5 separate regions of the Mus musculus genome follow, and regions 2, 3, 4 and 5 are each linked to region 1. The links are chromatin contacts, called in public HiChIP or PLAC-seq and promoter capture Hi-C maps. All regions are on one chromosome and are shown on one strand. Each heading gives the region's core, a stretch centred on a gene start, on an enhancer-like site or on the middle of the called end of the contact. The rest is flanking DNA. Distances are from core to core; before and after follow the strand shown.

Region 1 (2,866 bases), core at 157-2,656:
TGTGGTGGGGCAGCTGCTGCTCAGATTTGCATACACATGGCCCACATTTAAGTATGAACCTCCAGGGCCATAATTCACCAAACCTTCCATCCGACAACGCTGAGAGTGGCTGAGGTGGTGAGCTCGCCCCTCCCCTTCCCCAAAGCCCACATGCCAGAGTTTGGAAGTGCGGGTACAAGGGTGTCTTGGCTCTCACGCAAGGCGCCTATGGGTGTCCAGGGCCAACTGGAGAGTTTTCGGCTGCACAATAGTCTCCCTCCCTCGTTAGTCTCCGGCTCTCTCAGCATTTTCAGTGAAGCTGGAATGTTTGTTTCAGTTCCAGCACATGGCAACTGGATAATTTTGCTAATTGGACATTTGTTAGAGTAAGCGATCTTGTTTTGTTTTTTTGGGTTTTTTTTCCCCTAAAGGAAGATGATTTCCAAACCGCACTTGCAAGTTTAATAACAAACCTAGTTCCCCGAGGAGGAGGGAAGCAGAGCTCGCTTCCTTTTTGCCAGAGCCTCTCAAAACGCTCCATTAAAGCGGGTAGGAAACCCACTATCGTGCCAGGGCGCTAATTGTGTCCGGGCGACCCATTTCCTGTCCTCAGCAGATATCTACTGGCATCTATGAATTCGCCCTTGTTTCACGCGAAGCGAAAGCTCCAACCCTATTTTTTTGGAAGACCCTTCTCTGAGAAAAGCCTTCGTGCGTGGGACAGAAAGCTGATGAGCTTGACAAGGCGTGGTCCCCTCCCAAGAGACCGGTTTTCTTCCAAACAGGCGCAGCTGAAAGTTCCAAGGAGGGCCTCCGGCGGAGCACAGGCCCGCACAGGCCGCCGGCCGGGTCGGGCATGGAGTGGGGTGCCTGGGCGGGCCCGCACCCGAGTCACCGCACGGGGGAACTCGCCACGCAGAGCGCGAGCCGGGTGCACCCAGGCGGGATGGCGCAGCCTCCGGATCCCAGAGGCTCACTGCCCAGCACCCTCGGAAAACCCCGGGACACCTCCTCCTGGAGCCCCACACCTACTTCTAAAGGCGATGCCCGCGTTGTTGACCAGCACGTTAAGTCCCCCGTACTCCTTGCGCAGAAAGTCGCGCAGCGCACGGATGCTCTGCGGGTCGTCGATGTCCAGCTGGTGGAAGCGTGGGCTCAGGCCCTCCGCCTGCAGCTGCTGCACCGCCGCGCGGCCCCGCGCCTCGTCCCGCGCCGTGAGCACCACGTCCCCGGAGAATTTCCGACACAGGTCACGCGTGATCGCAAAGCCGATGCCTTTGTTAGCCCCAGTTACCAGGGCCACGCGGCTGCAGGACGACATGTCAGAGGGACACACGGACCACCTGATGGCCGGGCCGGCTGGGCAGCGGGTCACGCGTGGTCAAAACCGTGGCGTAGGACTAGATTCTGGGACCCGGCGCTGCGACTGCTAGAGAGCAAGGCCTTGAGAAGCCTGTCCCTCCCCTCTGAGGAGGAGCCGTCTGTTCCCGAAGGGTCCGCCTCCTCCCGCTCGCCTGCCCGCCCGCCCGCCGGCCAGTGTAGAGATCCTGGTTCCGAGCTAAGCAGTGGTCAGGGACAAGCGCTGCTCCCAAAGGAAGGGGTCAGCAGGACTCGTGGCAGTCGGATTGAAACAACTATTTTGGGGAAACTTCAAAAGGAGGAAAACAAATGCTCCGTAATTTTCTTGGGCGAGAACCCGTCGTTCTCTGCAGAATGCAAATGTTTGCTTCTGCGGAACTCGCTCTGAGATTACTTAACACACCCCGCGGTTTGCTCAGGGACTTCAGGGAACAGTGCCTGGGAGTAGACTGAACAGGTGTGGGCGAGCCCTCGCGGCTGGAGGTCTCGGTGCGCCCCCACGTGGGAGAGAAGGCTCATGTTTATCGAACTGTTTTGAGTAGTACGGGAGTCCTCAGTGCCGGTCTTTGGTTTATTCCAAGTGTACTGGGTATGCAGATAGATCTGCATTGGTCTCAGTCTATGCGAGTCATCTCCCAAGGAGATGCTGAACCTACGAACAAAATTCCAGGCGTGTCTAAGTGTGGGCACGCAATCAGACCTCCTCCCTTCTTGGGTGGAATCGAGTCTGTGCTGATCCTACTTGGCTAGGGATTGTGAGGTTGAAGGACAATTAAGTCCTCACTCACAGTGATTCAGCGTTTCCCGAGCTGATCCGGCCAAACTGCCTTAGCCTCTTATTACGGACTCCACCTTCTGTTTCAAATGAGGTGAGGAAGGTGAGCTCTGTGGGGGCCTAGCCTGCCTGTGATGTTAACTTGAGAGGATCTAGGAGACAGACCTCTCTCTCAGCCTGTCTCTGAGGGAGTTTCTCAGTTAGGCTGACTGGGGTAGGAGGCCCACCCTAAGCTCAGTACCGTTCCAGGGACTGGGATGCTGGACTGAATGAAACGGAGAAAGTGAGCTGGGCCAAGGCTGTGGAGCTGGCTCCGTGGGTGAAGGTTATGAGGACTAGAGTTCAAATCCCCGCTCCACACAACGTGGGGCAGTGTGGCTGCTGTGTGACCCCAGAAGCAGGATTTCCGGAGGCGAGCTGATTAGCCAAGTCTGCAAGGTCTGGTTCAAGTGAGAGACCCTGCCTCAAAGAATCAGGAAGAGATGAATAGCAGAAGACATTTGTCAACCTCTGACCTCTGCATACACGGGAACCCCGCCCCCTTCCTCCCAACCCCCACACACAGTTTGACCATCTGTCTTATGCTCATGTGGTTAGGACCCCACAGTGTTGGACTCTCGAACTGTGAGCCAGGATAAACCCGCTCTTAAATCGCTTTTTCTTTGGTTATGTGATCAAGGCAGCAATGGGAGTAACATTTACAGAGTCCGGGACAACTTTTTCTGCTTTCTCTCCTAAAGACCAGTGGGGAGT
Region 2 (2,866 bases), core at 197-2,696, 1.0 Mb after region 1:
GGTCACATCAATAATTTTGGGGGAACCCTTATTGATATAGTTTTAAGTAAGCTTATATTCCTAGGATTAAAAAAAATGGACTCTTACTGGTACATCTGAGAGCAGTGTGACCTTCACTATGCATTCTTTGTGTATGGTTTGGTGGGAGAAGCCAGGCTCACTTAACATTTAGATACTGCTCATGTGAGAGACCAAATTATTTCCTTAGCCCAGCTGGACATGCAGTTATTATGCCTCACCTTTAACCAGTTATTAAACTATTGGAGTAGAAAGAGGACCTGCTCTCACTGTAGGCTTGTCTGCTTTCCAGTTATCTTCCGAGGTATGTGTTCTCTCTTCATTTCAAGGAGCTACGGCACATTTTACAAACATCAGCAGGCCGTGTGAGAGTCTAGGAGCAAGGTCTTCGCTTAAACCCTCACCTTTGTAATGTAGAATTGAACGATCTTAGCCGTAAATGATATCTCTAGCTTAATCAAAGCGGAATGACATATATCTAAGTCATACGATCAGTTCTCAGAGAGGGGAAGACACAGGGAGGGGCTAGTCGTGTCCATCGCTCAGTGGTAGAGCCTTCCGTGTGAAAGGCCTTTAGTTTGATCCCCAGCACCAAGCAAGCAAAACAAAGCAGGTAGACTGGCAACAGACAAGAAATGTCAAGCAAAGGGATTGTTACTACTGATTCTGAAGGCGTTCAGAACAGTGGAAATTCCGTGTTCATAGTGGGAAAGAGGAGAGAGTTGAGAGTGTGAGCCTGGACTTCTGTGTTTGCTCCCCTACCCCTGCCCCCAGATGCCCAGGGCATTTTCAGAATGATGTCACAGCTGGAGAAAAAAATGTAGAGAACATATAATGTTATTGAAAATATGTGTTCGCGCTACTGTGCTAATAATAGGGTGATTGAAAGAAGAGTCTACCCACTTATCGAAGGCCTGGGAGAGCCTGCGCCCTTAAGTGGATCCACTTGGAATATTGAAAGTCTGCCTTTCAGCAAATGGAATTCGCATTACGGTTCAGAGGCATGTGTTTAGAAAATATCAGGGAGGTTTCAGATGAGTCGCTGGCCGAGCGGGTGGGAAGCCAAGAAGAAAGGAAGACCCCAACAGCCAGGCCCACGCCCACCTGCCTAGCAATAAGCTTAGTTCGTAGGATCTAGCTGGGTTGCCAGAGAACATGTCCCCATACTCCTAGGCGTCTAAGTGGGTCTTTTTGTCATGTTTGGCTATGGAAGTTTCGAAGACTATTTAATGGACTATTCCAGTGACATTTTCCCGTAGGGAGTTGCATGGTGGCTTTGTGACGACCGTGGCAGCCAGTTGATGATGATCAAGAGTGGGGTTCTGAAAGCAGCGTGCCTGCCTACCTTGGTGGTGCTATGTGCTGGTCGCCTATCCCTCTTTGGCCATTTCTGTTTTGAGTGGGTGACTAAGAGGTGCTGGTGTTTACCTGAGGAACAATGGACTGTTTCCCCAAGGCGTGGAGTGTTTGCACTCTGCTGTCTGATTCGTGCCAGTGTGCACTTGAGTTTGCATAACCGCCCCCCCCCCCCAGGAAAACAGCAGCACCCAAGGCGAGGCTGGTTTCCCATACCCTGGAATGAAAAAAATTAATCAGATGCAAAAAATTGGATTATATTTGACTTGAGCAGGCTCTCCTCTTCATGAGGGGTAACGAGTAATTAAAACTCAGGAGGACTAATTGACCACTTGACCCAGTTATGGTTTCTATATATAATGTTGGTCTTGAGTTTTTATGGTTTAAATTTTTCATGTCAATACCAAGACAAGTGAGCTGTCGGTGTAATAAACATGGTTTTATCTCATAATTTCACTTTGTAGTCACAAAATATGATTTTATTTTGATTTTTCATGCCATCAAAGCCTGCTGGATATTCCCCAGCCCAGCCCACCCCACCCTCTCTCACTCTCTTTCTCTCCTTCTCTCTTGCGATTTGCTTCCCATTAGAAACTGAAGAAATGACTCTCACTAATTCTCACAATTAGCCCTAATCTCCCTGGTTGAACCTTATCCTTTAAAAGTTGCATTATGCTTTATGGAACGATCTTAAGACCCGACTATTTCATTTTTCATTTTTTTAAATGTGCCTAAAAATATGCCCTCAGAGGCCACACACTGGCCCAGAAGGTCCTGGCCTTCCAACACATCCACATTCCGTAAGGTCAGTTTGGGATTCTGTCAGTGATGGCTTCTCGGAGGGGCCTGGGTACTCCGTGTGGGATAAAGGGTAGAGATGACATGAATGGACACCCTCCTTTCTTGTTACCAGATGCCAGATTTTGAGGATTGTGACCCTCACAGAAACTGCCAGTTAACCAAGGAAGGATTTTTCTCTGTTCCAAGAAATGGATCTGTCTGGGAGCTGGCTGATGCTCAGCTCTAACCTCAGGTTCAGCCTGTGACTGGGAAAACCTGCCTGTCTGGCTTCTAAGCCCTGGCTGCCTGCTGGCCCCTGTGAAAACCTGGTGAAGGCAGAGGAAGCTCCTGCCTGCTTCCTCCATGACCATGGCTTCCGCCTGCTCTCCTTTAGATCAGCTCGGGTGTATCTCCTCATAGGAATGTTTCTCCCTTTGATTCCCAATCTGCATGTTGATTATCTGTGGGGCTCTACAAAGGAAGGAGAGATAGCTGCTCCCGGTTGGGAGTTTAGGGTGGGGTGAAAATCAGACGGGATCTTGGGAGACCCTCTCTGAAGTCCAGAGATTAGGAGGGCGCTCAGGAGGCTGCCCAGAACAATGCATGCTTTAGTCACAGGGCCTGAGATTATCAGTCATCTCCGAGTTCAGGGTCAAAAAGAGATCTCTTTCATGAGGGAGGTCAATTAGCTGAGCCTTTTTCTCGGTCTGTA
Region 3 (2,866 bases), core at 161-2,660, 970 kb after region 1:
GTGGCCAGAGCTCCCCTGCGTTGGCATTCCCTGAGTGGGGGGTGCTGCCCAGCTGTGAACACTTCTACGTAAAGACAATGGAGGTGGGTAACATCCTGAGGAGCATGGGTGCTGTTTTGTTTCCTTATCTTTGAGCCTCAGTCTTTGCTACAGACAAACTTTAGGGAGGGTGTGGTCAACCAGACCAGTGGGCATCTGGTCAGAAAAAAATATGAATTATGGAAGTTTGGGTTTAACCTGGAGACTACTCCTTTTCTGCTGTTTGGGCAAGACGGAAGAAAGGGGTGTATCACTTCAACCAAGGGATGAAAATTGCCATCCTGGATATGCCTGAGGCAAAAGGAAGAAAGCAGAATCCTCCTGTGGGCTGGGGTAGTGAGGGGAGGAATCTGCCCCCCATGCGCCCCTCCCACCCCCTCCCCCACCCTCTATTCTATCCCCCACCCCATCCCCCTGCCCTCTCACCTCCTGTCTGTGTCAACTGTCATTCAGCTAATAGGGAAGCCAGTTCTCTTCCATATCTCAGCCTGTGCTAGAAAGGTCCTTTTCTTGGCTTCTGAGGGGACTTGGGTGGCTTCTGTTCAAAGAGGGGCTTGGCTAAACAAGACTGTTACCCTTTTACACACTATACATTTTCTGACTTGGGAACCAGAGGCAAGAAGATCAGGACTCCAAATTTGTCCCTAGCTGCAAAGTAAGTGCTTGTCCTGTGTGAGCTGCCTGAGACCCTTCCCAGCACACAACCAGAACACGCTGACGTCATGAGACCCTTCCCAGCACACAACCAGAACATGCTGACGTCATCCACAATATTTTCCCCTGACATATGGGATGTTCTTAAATCAAGGGCTTGACTTGATTACAGAGCTACGTAGATCTAAAAGATTACAACTAAAAACTTAAAAGTCCACATTTTTACGACACTCTTGCTTCAAATCTCTCTTGCAACTTACTCGAAAGGGCCATGTTAACCGACTGTGCATGTGAAAAGCTACCCTCAGAGCAGACATCTTCCTGTGCCTCAGAGCAGACATCTTCATGTGAAAAGTTACCCTCAGAACAGACATCTTCATGGGCATTTAAATTGTTAAAGTGATTAGAGAAATATTAGGAGAAAGTGGGAACCATGGGCCAGCAGTAAAATGTCTGTGTCTGCTTGGCCAATGATCACACTAGAAGTGAGCTTGAATTCAGTTTGAGGTCATTTGTGGTTATGTGTGGGCAAACATCTGTTGCTTGGCTGTGGCTATTTTTCTTTAAAGCCTACCACCCTGAAAGAAAAAGAAAAAGAGTGCAAAATTCTTCAAGTGTTATTTTTGGTCTTGACCATTTTTAATCACTTTGAACCCACTTCTGAGGATGGCTTTCACTCTGCCTGTGACTGTAAGCTGAACACTAGATAATATCTGCTCTCAGAAATGCCTCTCTCCCTGACTCACTCCCTTCCCCTCCAAGAAGCTAAGCTCCAGAGAATTCCTGCTGTGTGCTCTCAGGGGAAGGTAGTAAATAAAATTCTGCTTTGTGTTTTACAAGGGAGATTCAGAGGGCAGCACGGTTCTAGGCAAACCTGAAACAATCTTTATTTTATTTTATTTTATTTTATTTTATTTTATTTTATTTTATTTTATTTTATTTTTAAAGCTTAATTCTGACTTAACCATTGCTTGATAGAGAGACGGACGGGTTGAGTTTTAGAAGAACTGACCTCAGAAATGTTCACTAGCTTTGGGGCAGGATGTGTGATCCACCGAAGTGCGACCATTTCCTGAACCTTAAGTATACGTTCCTGATCCGATATGAAAGTATGTAACCGGGTCTGTACAGACTTCAGTGATTTTATGGCATTTTAAGTGGAAACGCATAGGAATTAGACGTGAGAATTCTCACTACCACCATGGCTGACTTCTTCAGCTACGGTTTTTTGTTTCATAGACATGAAGTTAAAGTCTGTGGAGTATGGCAAGTCTCTAGTCCCACAAGCAAACATGATAGATATGGCTTTCGAGGCTACTTCAGATGGGAGAGATGGCCCAGTGATTAGTGCTGTTGGCTGCTCCTGCCAGGGACTGAACGCACTCATCCCAGCACCCATGTCCGGCAGCTCACCACCACCTGTGACTCCAGTTCCAGGGGACCTGGTAACCTCTTCTAACATCTGGAGGTGCTGCATTCCAGATGTGTGTGCATGCCCCCACACAGACGTACCCACATACACATAAAATAAGAATTAAATTAAAATCCTCCTGTCATGATACTTCCCTCTCCTTCTCCCTCCCCCTCCCTATCCCCCTTCCTCCTTCCTTTTCCCCTTCCCCCTTCCCCTCCTCCTTCCTTTTCCCCTTCCCCCTTCCCCACCCCCTTCCATACCCTTCCCCTTCCTTTTTCCCTTTCCCTCCCCTTTTCCGTCTCCTTCCTCCTACCCCTTTCCCTCCCCCCCCCACCCTCTCCCCTCCCCTCTCTCCTCCGTCCCCTCCCCCTCCCGCTCCTATCTTGCTGTCCCCCTAACTCTCCTACAACCAGGCTTTCACCACACATTACCAAACTACTGTACTGAGTTGCAGAGGGATGGATGGCGGCTGGTTTGGCTAACAAAGAGGCAGTTTGAAAAACCCCTTTATGCTGTATTTCCAGATAAACACACTGTAGGAATTCCTACTTGAGAGAGAGCACCAGCAATTTAAAACCTGTGGCCTATGAGGAACAGAACATCCAGTCCTAGCCGGTGTTTATCAGTGCAGCCCATGGGCACTGGAGAGACAGCTCTGTGGTCAGAGCACTGGCTGCTCTCGCAGAGGAGCCAGGTTTGGTTTCTAGTACACTCATGGCAGCTCTCAACCATTCATAATTCCAGTCCTGGGGGATTCAG
Region 4 (2,866 bases), core at 273-2,772, 860 kb after region 1:
TGTGAGCCAAGTGTGGGTATTGGCTGCTAACTGCTCAGAGAGGCTGGGAGAAAGAAATGCCTAGGTTTCTAATTCCTGCCTAGGTTAAAATAGGATTAAGTAAAAATGGAGTCTGGTCCTTTGGAAAGACCTGTATCATTAATACCCTGGGTCTCTACTGTGTGTGCAAAATTATCTCCATGAAAACCAAATGAGAGTTCCCTCTGGGGCTCAGACTTAGAGAAGTACCTTGCATGCCTGGAATTTGGGACCCAGGGCTGGCACTTGGAGCTACGCTGCTCAAGGCCCAGCCTCTCATCGGGCATCACCTCGAAATGGAGGGAAACTGAACAGAGGAAAAGGAAGACCCAAGTAAGGAAAGGAAGGCCAGGCCCTGCCTGGGGATCCCAGGAAGACTAAGGCTTCACTTCTCAGCAAGTAAAACAGATAGAACGAAGAGGTCAATAGGTGGAGGTGAACAGAAGAGCTCACACCCACAGAATCATCTTGTCTTTATTGTCTGTCCCCTGACCATGTGACTTCTGGAGGCTGAAGGGCTGTGTAATATCCCCCTCCGGGGGCTGGCCAGGAGGAGGCAGGATCTTGGGTAGTCACAAGTTACTCTTCATGGATTCAAAGAGTAATTATCCCTAGCAGGGTGACTTGGCCCATTTCTTTGAGTGGAGCTCGGAAAGGCTACCAGTAGGCTTTATTGGTACAAACAATGAACAGATAGCTGCCCACAGGCCACAGCTCTGCTGAGTGAGGAAATTCTCCTCCTTTGCTCTCCACAAAACTTCCTAATGCAAGCGAGCGTGGGAACTGGTGCCAGTGTGAAGAGAACGCCACTGTTTCCTCTACTTACCAAGAGATGTCCATGCTAAGCCTATCCGCCAAGGGGAAAGCCAAGGACAACATCATTTGGGTTTTGATCAAAGTGGTCTTTTCATCCCACAATTAAAACGTGTCATACTGTTCCCAAGCTTTGAGATGTCAGTAGGTTGCCAGCCTAGCCCTCCCAGGATCAGCCACTCACGGAAAAGGGCTCTTGGTCTTCTTTTCTAACTTTTCTGTCTCACTTGCTTTCACCAAGAACCCAGCTCTCCCGAGCTGGTGCCCAGCATTTAAGTGATGAGAGCCGCATCCGGGCTCAGCAGCAAGTTGGTGCCAACGTTGAATTGCTGTTGAATAAACAGCAAGGCAATCTTTATCTAAATAATCAGTTGTTCCTCAAACCACAAATAACAACAGGATCTGAAAGCCACCAAATCCGCACAGGACAGAGAGAGCAAGAAAAGACTGAGGCAGGGGATTTCTGTTTGCTTGTTTGTTGTGCTTTTTTTTCTCTTACAGCCCCTCTCTGCTAAGCTCTGCTCAACTGTTTCCTTACACAGCCTGGGGGAGGGCAGGTGGAGGGCAGGAAGGGCATAGCTCAGAAAGTTTAAAAAAAAAAAATTGACATCACTTAAGTCACGTGATTGGCAAGAGCCAATGGCGGTGGGCTGTGGAAAGGGGAACAGTTAAATTTGTAATTTGGGTTGTGTGAAAACTTCTTTGGACCTCATAAACAACCACAGAACCACAAGTTGGGTAGCCTGGCAGTGTCAGAAGTGTAAGCCCAGCACAGTGGTCAGCAGGCAGGACGAATCACACTGAATGCAAACCACAGGCTTTCGCAGAGCGGTGAGCAGTTCAACCCACAGCATAGGCGGTGCTTTCGTCTTTTTTTTTTCCTTTTTTTAATCTTTAACAATTTGAATATTTGTTTCTGCAATAATTCTTTCCCCCACCCCCACCCCATAGGACCCATGGAGTACCAGAAGTGTTAGGGTTGGGGGTAGAAAGAGACGTGGGGAGCCATGGTGGGAGGTGAGGTCAGAGTAAGTGACATTTCTTGGTTTTTGCTCTGAAGGTGAAAGAAATTATAGAATCCCCCGCCTTCAGGAGAGGTGCGTTTTCGAAAGGAAACGATGGCTTCAGACAGCATTTTTGAGTCATTTCCTTCATATCCACAGTGCTTCATGAGAGGTGAGTACGCTGGTCTTTTTTATATCTGATTTTGCTCAGCTTTGCGCAGACTAAGATGGCAGCCCGTGGACCCTCCGGTGCCTGCCTGAAGTCCCTGCCTGCTTGTGGGGGGAGGAATTCAAACAGAGGCTGTTGACTCTGAGACCACGAGATTATTATTTGTCAGACGCCGTGCTGCGGGGATGTTTTAATAAATGCTTAGGCTGTTGAAATATTTGGTCGCTGGGTGAAAGTTGTGTCAAGTGCTCTGAGCCGCTCTCAGTTAAAGTCCCAGAGATTAGAAGGCTGGCGCGGAGGACACTCTTTGGGTTTTATCTGGCTGTGCCTTGCTCTGAATGATTCGCTTGCACTTACTCTGATGGCAGCAAGCTGTCTGGCCCTGGTTCTGAGTTTGGCTTGCCCCTGGGTTTAGCAGGCTCAGTACTTAGCTGGCCGGAAGAGCCGGTGCCAGCAGAGTGGTCTCCGAGAGGCAGCTCACAGGTATACCTTGGATCAGTGCGGAGATTTCAGGGCCAAAGTGGCAAGTCCACAGAGGGCAGGATTTGGGCAGACTCGTTCTGGGAAAAGCCATCAGAAGATGCTGTGTTGTGCTGTGGTTTTTCTTTCAGCCTCAATTGAAAGAGGCAGCCGGCATTGCTCAAGACAGAAAGCCAGCAAGTTGTGGTACACAGTCTCTCTCAGAAAGAACTATGAAGCCATTTCCTAAGTCCACGCACTGTCACAGCAGAAATTACTAGATTACAGACTTATGGGTTGGCACCACGTAGGTCCCTGAACCTTCCTGCATTTTTTACAGCGGCCTTATGGAACTTACAATGCTGGAGTTCAGCCATAGTGCCCATGTGGGCTTGGTGGGTCT
Region 5 (2,866 bases), core at 272-2,771, 650 kb before region 1:
GCAATTAATCTTTGCTGACAAAGCCCGGTGCTTGAGTGTATTTGCACAGAGAACAGAAGATCCTGCAAGAGTTCTTGCAGACAGGGCCAGACAAGGGTGGGAGCTTTTAACTGCACTGTCTGGGCACCTGAGGTGGATGGAGGTCTGCCTGCTTTGCAGTGTGGTACATAATCAGCTTTTCTCTAAGGGGGCTGGGCTTTGCCCCTCCCTCCCCCATGCTCTGGTTTATAGAAGAACCCTCCTCTCCCACCGCTGCATGTAATTACCATGCAAAGCCCATGTCCTCAGCTGTTTGCTTTTCAAGGACGGAGGAGCAATCGCGAGCCCAGTGGGCCCATTAGCACCTCCGTTCACTCTGGGCTCTACCCACCAGACCTTCAGGAACTTACTTGTGGGTTAGGCCAAGCTAAGCACGAGAGAGGAGTCCTTCCCCCGGGTTTTGGTTTTGTTTTCAAAGTTATTATAGACGTGGTGCCGCTTTCTGGATTGACTATTGCCTACAACAGTCACATTTAGCTTACCGGACGTTCAGTTCTGGTCAGTTCAGCATCTCCGGGGGGAGGCGACATCCACGGTCTCCACGGGGCTGGAATGGAACTGGAAACAAGCACCAGGAGAGACTGAACTCCTGGCGTTTCTGCCGCCCCGCCCCCCCAAAGGTTACTATGAGGTTGATACCATAGTGTCTGTTTGACAAAGAGTCCCTGCACACACCATGATCCCTTAAGGTCTGTCTGCCGATGGGCCAGTCAGTACTTTACCTGTTCCTGCCTCCTGAAGAATTCTCCGGGCTCTGCTTCCTAGTACACTCTGAGATGGGAAGCCCCAAATCTAACCTATTATTAGGGCGCGTGTGAGTGGAGATTATTTTTTCTCCTAGCAAATCTCTCATTGATACCTCAAATTTTTCTAATACAGATGGTTGGTTTCAAGTACACCACCTCTGCTGCTGGAGACTCCTTAGACTACTATGCCAAAGGCGTTTCTGCATCGCCAAACTGCTCCGCTTCCTACCTACCCAGCTAATCTGATTTCCTTAAACTTCACAGCTTTAAAGATAGCGATGTCCCTGGATGGGCAAACACCGATCCCCAGCGTAGGGCAGGAGACTGTCACTTTGTGATAGACCGCAGGATCCTTTTATAAATTTCTTATGGGGCCCCCAGCCTTCAGTATTTTCCAGCTGGATCAATTTCAGATCCTCAATACACGCAAGTGTTGCCCATTTCCTTGCCAGATATCCGCGGGGTCCCTGCACTTCAGACAGGAGTTTGCAGTAGTCGATCTCAGGTTAAGGAGCTCAGTGTCTGGGTGCACCTCCACCGGGGCCACAGGACACCCTCACCTTTCGGGCCCGCGTGGCAGCGGTAGCCTCCCGGGATCATCCCCCGGACAGTGGCAGAGGCGTCCCCGCGCCTCCCGGACTCCGGCCGCCTCCGGTCTCATGGTGCGGGTGTCGCGCGAATCTCTCAGCCCGACGGCGCCTGGTCCCCCTGGCTGAACGCGCTCACCTACCCGCTCACTCGGCGCCAGGTTTAAAAACTGGGGCGGGGCGGGGAGGGGACTCGGGGAAACTGCGCCCCGTGGGGAGGGGGAGGGCAAGGGACCTCGGGAAGGGACGGAGGAAGCAGAGGGTGGAGACCAGAAAGGCTCAAGGAAGAGAGCAGGGTCGGGACGGCGGGGAGGGGTGTGTGTCCAGAGTGGAGAAAGGACAAAAGAAAACCAGGAGGGTCACTGGCGGAGCGGGAAGCGCAGGGCGGGACAGACGGCCTACAGGGCCTCCGAGATGACGGGTGGCGGCTGCGCGTCCCGGGGAACAATTTTCCCCACTGCTGAGCAACTCCTGGGGCCGCTGCCCTCGGGGCTCTGATCCCTAAAAGCATGAAGCCCCACCCCGCACCCCAGTTCTCCCAGAGTTTCCCTTTCAGCACTGTGAGAGGTGGTGAGTGTGGGGCACAGAGTCCTCGCTACACCGAGGGTCAGGACAGCTCCACGAGTGGGTGACAGCTGGGTTTACGAAGCCAGGCGAGGGTTTAGGCGCAACCTCCGCACCGACGAAAGCCTTAAGATGGGGGAGGGGTGCTTCCTGTTAGGGGTCACCAGTCAGGACCCCGGGTACCCCTTTGCCCAATAACCTGTTCTCCAGTGCCAGGTGACTGCATGTGAACACTGTAGCTTGGTCTGTGTCATTTAAATTAAGTGACTCGGGTTTTAAAAACCGAGAGGGGTGGGGAATAAAATGTTTTCGAATGGTTTATTTAAGATCTGGGGAATATTTAACACCAATTAAGGGCAAATAGGAAAGAGGGAGTATTTACAAATTTTATTTACAGTATTAAAAGCCCTGAATATAAAGCAGGAAGCTGGGAGTGAGCAAACAATGTGAACTCACGAACACAGTTAAGGTGTCAGTGGTTTCTTGTTGTTTTAATAAAAAAACACCTAGATGTGGGTGCCTTTTAAAGAACTTTGATAACGTGTATCTGTGAGCCCAAAGAATGAAAAGGTATCTAGTGACAGCCAAGTGTTCCCAATAGTATGTAAAGGATGGGGGTATGTTATATAGCTGATAAAAACACACTCATGTTGAGCCATCACTCAGGAGGCAGAGGCAAGGGGATCTCTGTGAGTTCAAGGCCAGCCTGGTCTACAGAGTGAGTTCCAGGACAGTCTAAGGATGCACAGAGAAACCCTGTCTCAGAAACTTAAATAAATAAATAAATAAATTTGTGCAGGTCTCTTTTCTCTCCTAGTCCTGTGTCTGAAATCCAGGAACTCTACGGAGTCCTGAACACTATGGAAAATTAGATAAAAGGTTATTTTTAGATCATTTTATCTTATGTGTGTTTTACCTGCATGCAGGTCT

Evidence for each region. Promoter capture Hi-C pulls out the DNA fragments that hold promoters and counts their contacts. HiChIP or PLAC-seq counts read pairs in DNA pulled down with a chosen protein or histone mark.
Region 2: a FOXA1 HiChIP or PLAC-seq map of pancreatic cancer cells shows a contact between it and region 1. The contact joins the enhancer-like site here to the promoter of Cbr3 in region 1. A contact is called at or near these places in 5 of 39 promoter capture datasets (cranial neural crest, hippocampal neurons, liver and 1 more), 3 of 484 Hi-C or Micro-C datasets (all in embryonic stem cells) and 7 of 115 datasets of contacts at active chromatin or transcription factors (astrocytes, embryonic stem cells, extraembryonic endoderm stem cells and 2 more).
Region 3: a contact with region 1 is called in a promoter capture Hi-C map of pre-B cells, with 2.0 times the contacts expected there. The contact joins the enhancer-like site here to the promoter of Cbr3 in region 1. A contact is called at or near these places in 6 of 39 promoter capture datasets (the 3T3-L1 cell line, cranial neural crest, hippocampal neurons and 3 more), 3 of 484 Hi-C or Micro-C datasets (all in embryonic stem cells) and 7 of 115 datasets of contacts at active chromatin or transcription factors (astrocytes, embryonic stem cells, extraembryonic endoderm stem cells and 2 more).
Region 4: a contact with region 1 is called in an HNF4G HiChIP or PLAC-seq map of pancreatic cancer cells. The contact joins the promoter of Runx1 here to the promoter of Cbr3 in region 1. A contact is called at or near these places in 1 of 39 promoter capture datasets (liver) and 2 of 115 datasets of contacts at active chromatin or transcription factors (memory CD8 T cells and pancreatic cancer cells).
Region 5: an H3K4me3 HiChIP or PLAC-seq map of pro-B cells shows a contact between it and region 1, with 6 times the contacts expected there. The contact joins the promoter of Ripply3 here to the promoter of Cbr3 in region 1. A contact is called at or near these places in 3 of 39 promoter capture datasets (the HPC-7 cell line, cranial neural crest and pre-B cells) and 6 of 115 datasets of contacts at active chromatin or transcription factors (DN3 thymocytes, embryonic stem cells, large pre-B cells and 3 more).

What each region holds. Positions count from the first base shown.
Region 1 is chr16:93,681,759-93,684,624 of GRCm38.p6, reverse strand. It overlaps Cbr3 (carbonyl reductase 3), which reads right to left and starts at 1,406. Exons shown (of 3, transcript NM_173047.3): 1 at 1,012-1,406. The coding sequence starts at 1,300.
Region 2 is chr16:92,685,716-92,688,581 of GRCm38.p6, reverse strand. All of the region lies in intron 4 of Runx1 (runt related transcription factor 1), which reads left to right. Among named protein-coding and RNA genes, the nearest start is that of Gm30281, 75 kb to the left of the region's middle. Within about 2 kb of position 1,446, at least 28 of the 459 cell types and tissues checked have an H3K27ac peak or open chromatin away from gene starts, as enhancers often do. A contact at or near this core is called in pancreatic cancer cells, where this site is marked.
Region 3 is chr16:92,708,850-92,711,715 of GRCm38.p6, reverse strand. All of the region lies in intron 2 of Runx1 (runt related transcription factor 1), which reads left to right. Among named protein-coding and RNA genes, the nearest start is that of Gm30281, 52 kb to the left of the region's middle. Within about 2 kb of position 1,410, at least 26 of the 459 cell types and tissues checked have an H3K27ac peak or open chromatin away from gene starts, as enhancers often do. A contact at or near this core is called in pre-B cells, where this site is marked.
Region 4 is chr16:92,824,730-92,827,595 of GRCm38.p6, reverse strand. Runx1 (runt related transcription factor 1) reads left to right here and starts at 1,522. Exons shown (of 8, transcript NM_001111021.2): 1 at 1,522-1,662; 2 at 1,892-2,007. The coding sequence starts at 1,950.
Region 5 is chr16:94,327,077-94,329,942 of GRCm38.p6, reverse strand. It overlaps Ripply3 (ripply transcriptional repressor 3), which reads right to left and starts at 1,521. Exons shown (of 4, transcript NM_133229.2): 1 at 1,346-1,521; 2 at 522-597. The coding sequence starts at 1,446.